Linked DNA regions of Gossypium arboreum: region 1 is linked to region 2. A link is a contact called in public Hi-C data. All regions are on one chromosome and are shown on one strand. The core of a region is the stretch at or near the end of the contact, and the rest is flanking DNA. Distances in the headings are between cores, read along the strand shown. Region 1 holds the start of LOC108472944 (beta-carotene isomerase D27, chloroplastic). Region 2 holds the start of LOC108479496 (protein HLB1).

Region 1 (5,362 bases), core at 2,762-5,261, 390 kb before region 2:
ATAATAATATTAAAATAAGGTAATAACAAAAAATACTATATATAGATATATACATAATAATATAAAAAATGTGATATTAGAAACATATATACATAATAATATGAAAAAAATATATATATATATATATATATATATAATATAACATTAGAATATTTACATAATAAATACATATTAGAAATAATAATAATGTTAAAACAACTATTAATAATAATACTACACAAATATATACATATATATACATTAAAGATAATACATATAATAATAATATTAAAAGTACATCAAAAACGATTATTATATATAATAGTAATTAATATTTAAAATAATAAAAATGTTAAAATAATAGAAAATAGTGATAATAATGAATATAACATTAAAATAAAGTAGTAAATAATGAATATAATAATAGTATTAAAAACAATAATAATAAATACAATAGTAAACCTACTAGTAAAAATAATACTAAATATAATATAATAATTATTGATTTTAAAAGAATCAACTTAATAGTATAGGAATGAAAATAAATGAAGAAGGATTAAAATCGGATTAAAAAATTGAATTCTGGGGCCAAATCAGAAATAAAATAAAAGGAAGAACCCATTTGAAACGCGCGGAAACAATGGGGGGCCAAAAGGGAAATTTTCCCAAGCCTCTAAAATGCATAGCATTGAACGGGACTAAATTGTAAAGCGGGTCAAATTTCAGGGCCAAATTATTAAATAAATATAAACTTGATTTAAAACGCCGAAAATGCGGAAGGGCCGCGCGCGTAATTAGACCAATATACAAGAAAACATGCGGATCCTAGGCTCCCATGGGTCGGGTTTCGGGTCAGAGGCCAAAACGACGTCGTTTTGGCCCTTGAACCCACACGTTAAAACGGCGCCATTTCGTCTTTGCTATTTAAACCAATTTTTTTTTTTAAAATTCATTTCATCCCTTGCTCTCCCCTTCTCTCCCTCAGCCCAGAGTCTCCGATTGCGGGCCGGTCGTCGTTCCGCGGCACCGTTGCCGTCGCCGGCCACCGCATGAATTCCAAAAGGTAAATTTTTTTTCTCTTATTTATTTATTTATTTCTTTTATATATTTATGATGTATATATATATAAAAAAATTAGTAGATTCGAAAAAAAATAAAAATAAAATAATAGAGAAAACTAAATCACCTTAGGTATTTTCTTTTCGATTTTGGGATCTTTGGTCTTCTGATTTAGTATTATGCTTGTGCTTTGGTATTGCTACGATCTCTATTTTTTTTGTTTGAATGTCTATTCTTATTTTCAAAAAACATCCCCCTTTTACAAAATGATTTCTAGGCTTATATAGACCTATTTTTTACAAGCATTCAATATTTTATAAATAATGTCTTTTCTTTTGTAGGTGAACGGCGGTGCTGCAAAGCTGGTGGTGCAGAGGGCAGTTGTGGCAGACGGCATGGGGGTGGCCTGGCTCTGACAGTAGCTAGGGGCTACGGTTTCATACTGTTTGTTTTGTTTTTCTATGATATTAGGCTAGGTCTAGATTGATTGGGCTTGGTTATTGGGCTCCAAATATGGGTTTGAAAATGGGTTAAGAGGTTTGTTATTTTATAGGCCAAATTGGCCTACAACACTAATAATTAAATAATCTTTAACCGGTAAATATATACACGGATTTTAAACTCCCCCAACCCATAAAAAAAATCTAATAATGTTATTGAAATTTCCCTCCATTTCCTCTTAATTATAGAAAAAAAAAAAGAAAAAAAAAAAAAGAGAGCATAAGATGTATGTAGGTTGAAAGATCATGGAGACTATCAGGGTATAAGAAAGAAGTCTTGAACTATATATACATGTATTTATGTATGTATGAGGTAGTCTTCCCTCGACTTCTTTTCCCTGCAAGAGAACTAATTAAGGCAGGGAAGTATGATCTCAAGCTTGTAATTTGTGGCAGACGCTAGACTTGGGGTTTGCCATGGAACCTGCGCATGGTGTTTAATGGTAAGAAAAAATAATATTAATGGCTCCTTCATAAGAGAACCTAGCCCTTTTTTTTTTTTTTTTTGTTACAATGAAACTGGAATTAACTTACATATTTCTGCAAAACAAGGCTGCTTGGATGCTTCGTCCTCCTCGAAAGATGGTGGAACTTGTCCATACACCATTTCACAACTCATGTCTTCAAAATCTGAGGACCAATCATTTAACCTTTTAAACCATTACCGACATGAAGCTGAAAATTCAATAGGGCAAAGACCAAAATTTTGAAAGAACATACTTGGGATCATGGTTAATGGAAGGCCGAACTCATTGGTAAAGAAATCTTGGGTTGGAATTTTGCACATATTCACACACATACCAACACACCCACTGTTCTCTAGGTACCTTTAGAGAAAAAAATATTGCAGAATTAAGTAGATTTAAGAGCATTCATGAAGTCATATATGAATGAATGAATCAAGTTCTGTACCTGCATTTCTTAATATGAACCCCACTTTTTTGCTTCACTCCATTTATCTCCACTTCCACAACCTAATAAACATTTATCAGTTAGAATTAGAGATGCAAAAATGGTGAAAGTATGAGTTTTAGATGTTGAAAACGCAAGCTTATGTTGCTTGGAATAATGACCATTTAGGATTTTGATCAAAGGGGTATAAGCTTTATCTTACATTGAAGAGCAGGGAATCCAATAAAATGTTACCACCTCTGTTACAAAAATCGCATTTATTATAACATTATTGAGTAGAATTAACCATTCACAAACTTTAAATTGTGTTTATTTGGTATTTATATAGAAAGTTTTAATTTTTGGTAAAAGAATCATATAAAAATTGTATTCAGTAAAAATATCATAAAGTCTGTTGTATCAAGGGTTGAATTGCATTTTGTCTCTTATACTAAAAAGAATGAGTAAATTAGTCCTGTTAAAAATTTCATCAATTTCTATTGTTTAAAAACTGATCACTGCATGTTAATATGAGGTATATGTGGTATGTTATGCTTTATTGTCTGATTTTTCATCAATCATACTAATTTTTAATGGTATAAATTGATGAAATTTTTAAGAGAAATGACCAGTTTATTTTATTATCTAATATATAAAGATTAATTTATCTTTTTTGAGTAAAAAAATAAAATGTAATCTAACTAACATTGGTTACAATTAGATGACAGAAGAAAGTGCAAAACAGCAAAGAGTAAACAAAATTTACCTCAGATGGACCAACTAACCAGTAGAAGAAAGGAACAGTGAGTGCAGCATTGAACTCTGCAGCCCACTTTGTTGGTGGAAACAATTTCCTAAACTGCATCCATAGCAACAACAAGGTTACATGATAATTATTTTAAAACACAACTAACCGAACAGTTCCAATTTTTAAAACTATAATAAGTTGTTCACCTGAGCTGGTGCGCCCGGTGGGAGCATGGACAAGAGCACTTGTCGGACCACTTGTTGCTGCTGCAACCGAGACCTCCCTTGCATTACTCTCTTTGACACCTCAACAAAGCTCTCATAGTCATAGTCGAAAACCCCTTTCTTTGGTTCTGTTCCAGCTTTTGGTGAAGCCGCGAACTTCTCCATCTTGCGGGCGAAAAGACCCATAAATGCCTTGGCAAACAACCCATCGTTGTATTTAGTTTTTTGTCCCAATGATGCTGGTTCTCCCGACGGCTCTGCAATACTACACCGGATGATAATGTTGCTAAAGGTTCTTTGTTTACGTATTGGTAACTTTTGAGGGGCAATCAAATGTGTGGCTTGGAGGCCTAAAGCCACCATGGTTTTTTGCTTTTAACTGCTGTTTTTTTTTTCTCTCGAGAAAGCACACTCAAAAGCTCAGCCTGCCTGCCTGCTTGGAAGTTATCAAATCTGTTTCATTAACAACTAAGAAAAAAAGGTAAAGATTATGTGGTTGGCTGAGGTTGCATGGCCGCCATTGAATAATCGATGGCCATACGTATCATCACTGAGAGAAGATTAATAATTATTTCCTTTGTTGTCCTTGGTGTTCATATACTAAATAATTTTAATATGTTGGTTACAATTAAATAAATGCATTTGCAAGGTTAAGAGTGAAATTTCCAAACAAAAAAAGAGGATGGTCCCATTTGGACGAAGGAATAGAGAAGTGGTCGGATATGTTTCTGAGGCTTAAAGAGATGCCACGCATTGGCCTTGCTGTTAACACGGTGTCTGGAATTTGTGAAGCCAAGCAAGCCAGCTACATTTATATTATTTGAACAAAAGTAACCATTAATATAAGTTTTTGGAAAAAAAATTTTGAATAGTAATTTTAAAAATATTTTTTAATTATTAAAATAACATTTAATGTATTATTATTTTATAAAACTATTTTAAAATTATGTTTTTGAGAAGAAAATTTATAGAAGATATTTTTAATCTAATTTTAAAAAAGGAATAAAAATGTTTATTAAGAGTGATGATGTAAAATAAAATACTTTTTAAATTGATTTTAGAAAAAAAAGTTTATGGAAAAATAATTAAAATTTTTATTTAAAATTAAAATTATTAAAATTAATATATATAGAAAATTTTTTAAAATTAACTTTGTAAAATAATTAATGACATTAAGAAATTTTAACTCTTACCATATAAATTGATTTTGTAGAAAGCATTTTAGAAAATATTTAATAATATAAATGTATACATTTATAAGCAATATTATTTATCTATTTATTTTAAAATGTTTAATAATATGAGTGTATATATTTACGGCGAAAATAGATTTTAGTCCAATATAAGCGATATTATTAAACCGGATATTGACTCTGTAAAAAAATTCTTTTTAACTCTCGAATATTATAAATGTATACATTTATAAAATCACTTTGTAAAATAATTAATAGTGAGTCTTAATTGATATCATAAAATTGCAATTAACAAGGTATTAAATAATAAGAGTTGTCACTTATCAAAATTATAACTAATTCACTTAATGGTATTTTTCTTCTTTGTTCTAAAATGTTACTATACATTATATATAATATTATATATATGTCACAGGTCGCGGATTAAATCTCATGATTATTGTGCATAGAACGACTTTTAAATGTCAACTTATAAAATGTGGCTCATTTGATTCGCTTGAATTGGTCTGATTTGTGAAACATATGGAAAAATCTCAGAATTAATGTAAAACTAGAGTTATCAAGGTAATTAATGTAAATAATAAGGGATAAATATGTATAGAGTTTAAATCTCTTAGAATTCTCATTTTGTAGATAGACACAAATCTTAACCGTCGATGTAACTCAATTTGTATCATTAGATTTGAGAGAGCTCATGTAACGCCCCAGAATTTATAATTCTGCTTCTGTAAGTATTTAACACAATTGAGTATCTGTTTCAGTGGTTAA
Region 2 (5,960 bases), core at 1,176-3,675:
TGGTTTGTTCACGTCTAGATTTATCATATGCAGTTAGTGTAGTTAGCAGATATATGGCGAATCCCAGTAAAGAACATTGGAAAGCAGTTCAGTGGATTTTAAGATACTTATGAGGTACTACTGATGTTTGCTTACAGTTTGGAAGAACTAGAGATGGAGTCATTGGGTATGTTGATGCTGATTTTGTTGGAGACCTTGATAGAAGAAGTTATCTCACAGGTTATGTCTTTATAATCGGAGGTTGTGCAATCAATTGGAAAGCCACTAAAGCTGAGTGCATGGCGATTACTGAGGCTTGTAAAGAAGCTATTTGGTTGAACGGGCTCTTTAATGAACTCAATGAAGACCTTCAAATCAGCACAGTATTTTGTGACAGTCAGAGTGTCATCTTTCTTACAAAAAATCAAATGTTTCATGAGAGAACAAAACATATTGATGTTTGGTATCATTTTGTTCGTGATATTATTGCTCGTGGTGATATTGTTGTGAGCAAAATTAGTACTCATGAAAATCCTGCAAATATGATGACTAAGTCACTTTCTATAACTAAGTTTGAGCATTGCTTAGACTTGATTGGTGTTCATTGTTGAAGTTAAACCCTTAAAGGGTTTTATGGAAGAAGTGGAGAACTTGTTCGTTGAGAGTTCGCAATGAAGAACTTGTTCATTGAGAATTTGTGTTAAGGTGGAGATTGTTAGAATTAAGTGACCCGAATCCTTATTTAAATAAAATACAGTGGTAAAATAAAATAAAAGAAGAATCTATATAGAATTACACTTATTTTATTTTATTTTAGAATAAGGTTTTTTAAACCTTATTAAATTCCATCTATTTGATATTGATTAGAATAAGGTGTTTCAGTTTTACTAGAATATGGCTTTACAAGCCTATAAATAGACATAGTCTATTCCTCTTGTAATTATTCGAATTCGACAAAGTGAATTTTCTTCTCCTCTACCCGTGATGTTTTCCCGAAAGGGTTTCCATGTAAAATCTGTATGCTCTTTATTTTATTTTATTTTTCACATGATACATGTCCTAAGAATTTTCCTGTATTGAGAAAGTGACCTTTAGGAACTACAAAAATAATGGGAATCTCCATTGACAATGGTGATGCTCTTTCCTTCTCTCACAATTTAAATGAAATGAGAATGTGAAATGTAACATTATAATGTTTGTTATATGTAACAAATTATTGATTAAAATTATTACTTAACTCATAAATTAACATTTAAATTATATCATTAATTCTATTTCAATGTCTAAATTTTTTAATCACAAGCTATTTATTACTTCTAATACTTTGTTTTTTTATTGTAGAATAATTAAATTATTTGTTTCACTAATGATATTTTAGCACATTAAATATGTATTGCAGTTTAAAAATAATAAAGTAGGTTATATATTATTTTATAATATTATATATTATGATTTTTAATTCATATAATAATGATTATATTAAGAATTTTATTAAATTATATAATATTTTATTAAATTGTATTTAATAATAATTATATTAAAATATGATTAAATTATTGATTTTTATTTTTATTAAAATATATTTAACAATAATTTTATTAAGATTTAATAACAATAACAATAATTATCTATCCAAAAAATTACATTAAGGGTATTTTGGTCATTTAAGTAATTTTTCTTATACTATTACAATATCTATTCCATTCAACCAAATACAAAAATATTATTATAGCTCTATTCCATTCCATTCAACCAAACAGTTGAATTACTGATTACAGCTCTATTTCATTACAGCTCTATTCAATTACAGCTTTATTCAATTACAGTCCTATTCCATTATAGTAAACCAAACGTACCCTTAGAGTTCATAAAAGAAACGTTTTATTTTTGTATAGAAGAAAAGAGAAATGAATGAAAAAGAGAGAGAGAAGGGTCTGTAGCCCTTTGTTTTAAGCAGAGGTGAAACTAGGGGCCGCTCCCAAAATGAAAATTTTTTATTTAGGCTCGTAAAGATAAAATTATATTTTGACCCCTTAAAAATATAAAAATTTAGTTTAATCTTTTAAAATTTATAAAGATATAGGCTATTAAAATAGTGAAATTTTATTTTACTATCGTAAAAATTACAATTTAATTTCAATCCTAATAATATTTTCTAATTTCAGCTATAGAAGGTAAAGACTTAACCGCAAAATGTTACACATAAATAAAGTTAGTAATCATTTCATAATAAATTAAAGCTTATGACCAAAATCTAATTTATACGATACAATCAATAAAATATTTACTTTATAAGATTTTGGAAAGAGATAGATTTAGCAACTACGTTTGAATCACTACTGAAATTTTAAAGTTGAAAAATTCCATGGATTAATAATACCAAATTAAAATACAAGGACTGAATTTATAACAAACACATAGTATAGGAACTAATAATGAATTTCACCTATTTTTTAACGTGGGACTTTTCTTTAAACCGTTTTCTCGACCTTCACACCACCGCGCTGCATATTTTGTTTGTTTTGTTCTTCACTCACTCTCTTTTGATCTTCTTGGTTTCTGTGTTTGGCGTTGTACGGAAATACTTTCTCCATAGCAATGCCCGAAACGACTGAGGAATCCGAACTTCACAATGGACACCAACCACAAGCAGAACCGGAACCGGAACCAGAATCAAAAGCGGAATCTCAACCCGAATCGAAAACGGAGCCAGGACCGGAAAACAAACCGGAGGACGCACTGAAGGTGGAACCTGTTGTAACCGGTGCGGATCCGAACACGAAGGAGGAGGACAAAGAGAGCTCGATCCAATCCAATGACGCGGCCAAGCCGTCATCCACTGACCAAAATGCTCGGCCGCAGCTGCGAAAAGATGAAGGGAATCGGACTTTCACGATGAGAGAGTTGCTAACTGAATTTAAAAGCGACGAAGAGGAAGCAGGCTCTCCTTACAGGTACATTTTTTGTTTATTTTTTTTCGTTCTGGATTTTCGATTGAACAAGCAACGACGCTCTTTTATTTTATAATTGGATTTAGTGAGATTATAAATGTAGAAATTTTTGGATCTGTGGAATTCTCTGTTGATTCATCTCCTTAATTACATATGTGAAACGATTAATTGTAAAGTTAGGCTGTTTCTCGATTATATCCTGAATAGACAATTTGGAGAATTTTACCAAATGCAATTGAGGTGTACTCTTGCTATTAAACTACAAGTTAATTTTCGTTAGTAGCATGGATGAGCAACTGTTCTCCAGTGACGGTCTTCCACTGTCCTGGATTCATTATCTTTAAACTTCAGATGCAAGAAATATATGTTTATTTCAGTCCTTCAATTGGTTTTGGATTTCGTGTTTGGCGTTCATTGTAGTCTTACTTTATGTCTAACTTAATGAATGAACCCCTAGTATCAGGATCTTTCACTTCTGGAATTAAGTTTACCTTCTTTTTCATGTGCCACATTCATGTAAAGCTTAAGTATGCTATATATTGTTCCTGCTTGTATTTCTGGTTCTTCTTCCGCTTGTAAAAGATATTGTTTTCTTTTCTGTGATTTGTATGTTCCAGTCGAGAAAGCACGCAGAGACAATCCAACCAAAACAGTGCTGCAATGGAGTTGGTCAGTAGTGTCACTGGTGCTGATGAGGAGGGCCAGTCTCGCCAACGGGTTCTTGTGTATGCTGCCAAGAGGTACTGTCAGTCTTATTTTCTTACACTTATCACAATTTACTTTGATATTGAGCATGATATGTTTCTGTTCCAGAGTCCTGATATTCCATAGTAGTGATTTTCAGTTTGGCTTTGCAGGTATGCTGCTGCTTTAGAGAAAAACCCAGAAGATTATGATGCACTTTACAACTGGGCATTGGTTCTTCAGGTTTGACATAATGGTTCATTTTGATTATTATGTTAGCATCATTCAGAATTATATATCAATAAGATTCAATCATTATTTGGCTAGGACAGCCTTCATAACAGGGTCAAGCTTATCATAATGTTTAATGTTGCAAATTGCTCATATCATGTCCACACTGTTCTTATTTGGCTTACAGGAAAGTGCTGATAATGTTAGTCCAGATTCTACTTCACCTTCTAAAGATGACTTGCTAGAGGAGGCTTGTAAAAAGTATAACGACGCAACTCTTCTTTGCCCGACACTTCATGATGTATGTATGCTTCTCCATGTCCCAGATGATCTTGTTGCATTCCTATGGATTTGTGATTTTTTTTGTTCACTTTCAACTGCCAAAGGCATGATGACTGCTCAAAATGCATAAGTCACATAAGAAGCTGAATACACAAAAGAAATGAGTTTAGAGCTGCATAAGCGCTTCTATATATACACGTACTCACAAAAGGAGAAATGAGTCTGTATAATTTGTATATGTTTTTCTGATTTTCATTCACATGACTCTGATGCTAAGTCATTAATTGACAGGCTTTCTACAACTGGGCAATAGCAATATCTGATCGAGCGAAAATGCGTGGTCGGACTAAGGAGGCTGAAGAACTATGGGAGCAGGTTCTGACTATATAATTTTGGTATTTCAGTCACGCTAGACATTTGTATGAATAACACTAGTCCTTTATTGGAAACTCTTGGTGTCTTGTCATGGAACACCTTTTCCTTGGATGGATAAGATCTCATTTCCTGTTTCTGTTTCATGTTAACCGCTTACTTTTATATAATCTGTTTCAGTAAGGCCAGAACCATTGGAGTTGGTTTTGACTGTGGAACCTTGATATATATTCTAGAATTAGTACGGAAACACGTTGTCTTTGTGGTGGTGCTGTATAGAGATCCTTAATAAATAAAAACCTTTACCTTGAGTTTGATGGAGCCTAATCTTATTGTTATGGCTTTGTAGGCTACAAAAAACTATGAAAAAGCTGTCCAACTCAACTGGAATAGCCCTCAGGTATATTTGAAGTAGTTATTTACTTTAGTCTTGTAATTCTGCTATCTAGAGTGACTCCATTTTTTTTTTTATTCTGCCAGTGATTATAATGATGCTAAAATCTTTTTCAGGCGCTAAACAATTGGGGACTTGCACTTCAGGTAAATTATGATTTAGTGATGAATGTTGATTAATCAGCTTTATTTATTTCCATATCTTTCAAATTAAGATTTGATTCTATTTGTATGGACTCTGAGAATGCTTTACCTACTTTCTTGTCTTATCACATATTCTTTAGGAACTCAGTGCAATTGTTTCTGCACGAGAGAAGCAAAAAATTGTGAAGACTGCAATTAGTAAGGTACAAAAGTCATTTGGGGAAATCAGAGTGCTTGGATGACTATAGGAACAGGCAGCAAAGTAATCTGACATCTGATATGTCCTAAAAGAATAGCTTATAGTTTTCTTTTCTATTCTTATAATATCCTTTACTTCTAATGCAGTTTCGTGCAGCAATACGATTGCAATTTGATTTCCATCGAGCAATATACAACCTTGGAACTGTCTTGGTAAGTACCTAGTTCTTAGACTGGAAACTTCACTTATGATTATTTCTTTTTGATATAAATGAGATTAGTTAATGGCTTCATTATGTAAACATTTCTAAGTGAAGCATATCAAAACTTGAAATATCTGTATTTTAATTGCAGTATGCACTAGCTGAGGATTCAGTACAAACCGGTACTACAAATCCTAAAGAAATGTCCTCCAATGAGCTGTATAGCCAGTCTGCTATATACATTGCAGCTGCACATGCATTGAAACCAAATTACTCTGTAAGAAATCTATATTTATTTGGGACTAGAGAGTTTTACTAAATAGATAGAGTCAATTTCTGGTTATGTAGGTGGCATAATTATAGGTTGATGAAAAATTTGCAGCATAAATTTTGACTTTCTGCAAACATAAATTTTGCCAGAAAGCTAACGTTATATTTCTTCATTTTCTCTGAAATTTAAAGTTTTAGAATTGTGCAAATTGACGTTAAAGTTCCCATCTTAGTTTTGTGGATATATTTTGTT

What was found. Hi-C and Micro-C count contacts between places; a contact is called where the count stands out from the background.
Region 1: a Hi-C map of leaf shows a contact between it and region 2, with 4 times the contacts expected there. The contact joins the promoter of LOC108472944 here to the promoter of LOC108479496 in region 2. A contact is called at or near these places in 2 of 5 Hi-C or Micro-C datasets (both in leaf).

The regions. Positions count from the first base shown.
Region 1 is chr1:31,006,836-31,012,197 of ASM2569848v2, reverse strand. LOC108472944 (beta-carotene isomerase D27, chloroplastic) reads right to left here and starts at 4,011. Exons shown (of 6, transcript XM_017774510.2): 1 at 3,384-4,011; 2 at 3,196-3,288; 3 at 2,451-2,512; 4 at 2,259-2,365; 5 at 2,073-2,168; 6 at 1,577-1,962. The coding sequence starts at 3,764. The coding sequence ends at 1,913.
Region 2 is chr1:30,618,198-30,624,157 of ASM2569848v2, reverse strand. LOC108479496 (protein HLB1) reads left to right here and starts at 2,425. Exons shown (of 14, transcript XM_017782140.2): 1 at 2,425-2,933; 2 at 3,548-3,670; 3 at 3,788-3,857; 4 at 4,033-4,146; 5 at 4,419-4,502; 6 at 4,849-4,899; 7 at 5,010-5,039; 8 at 5,177-5,239; 9 at 5,382-5,447; 10 at 5,589-5,714. The coding sequence starts at 2,578.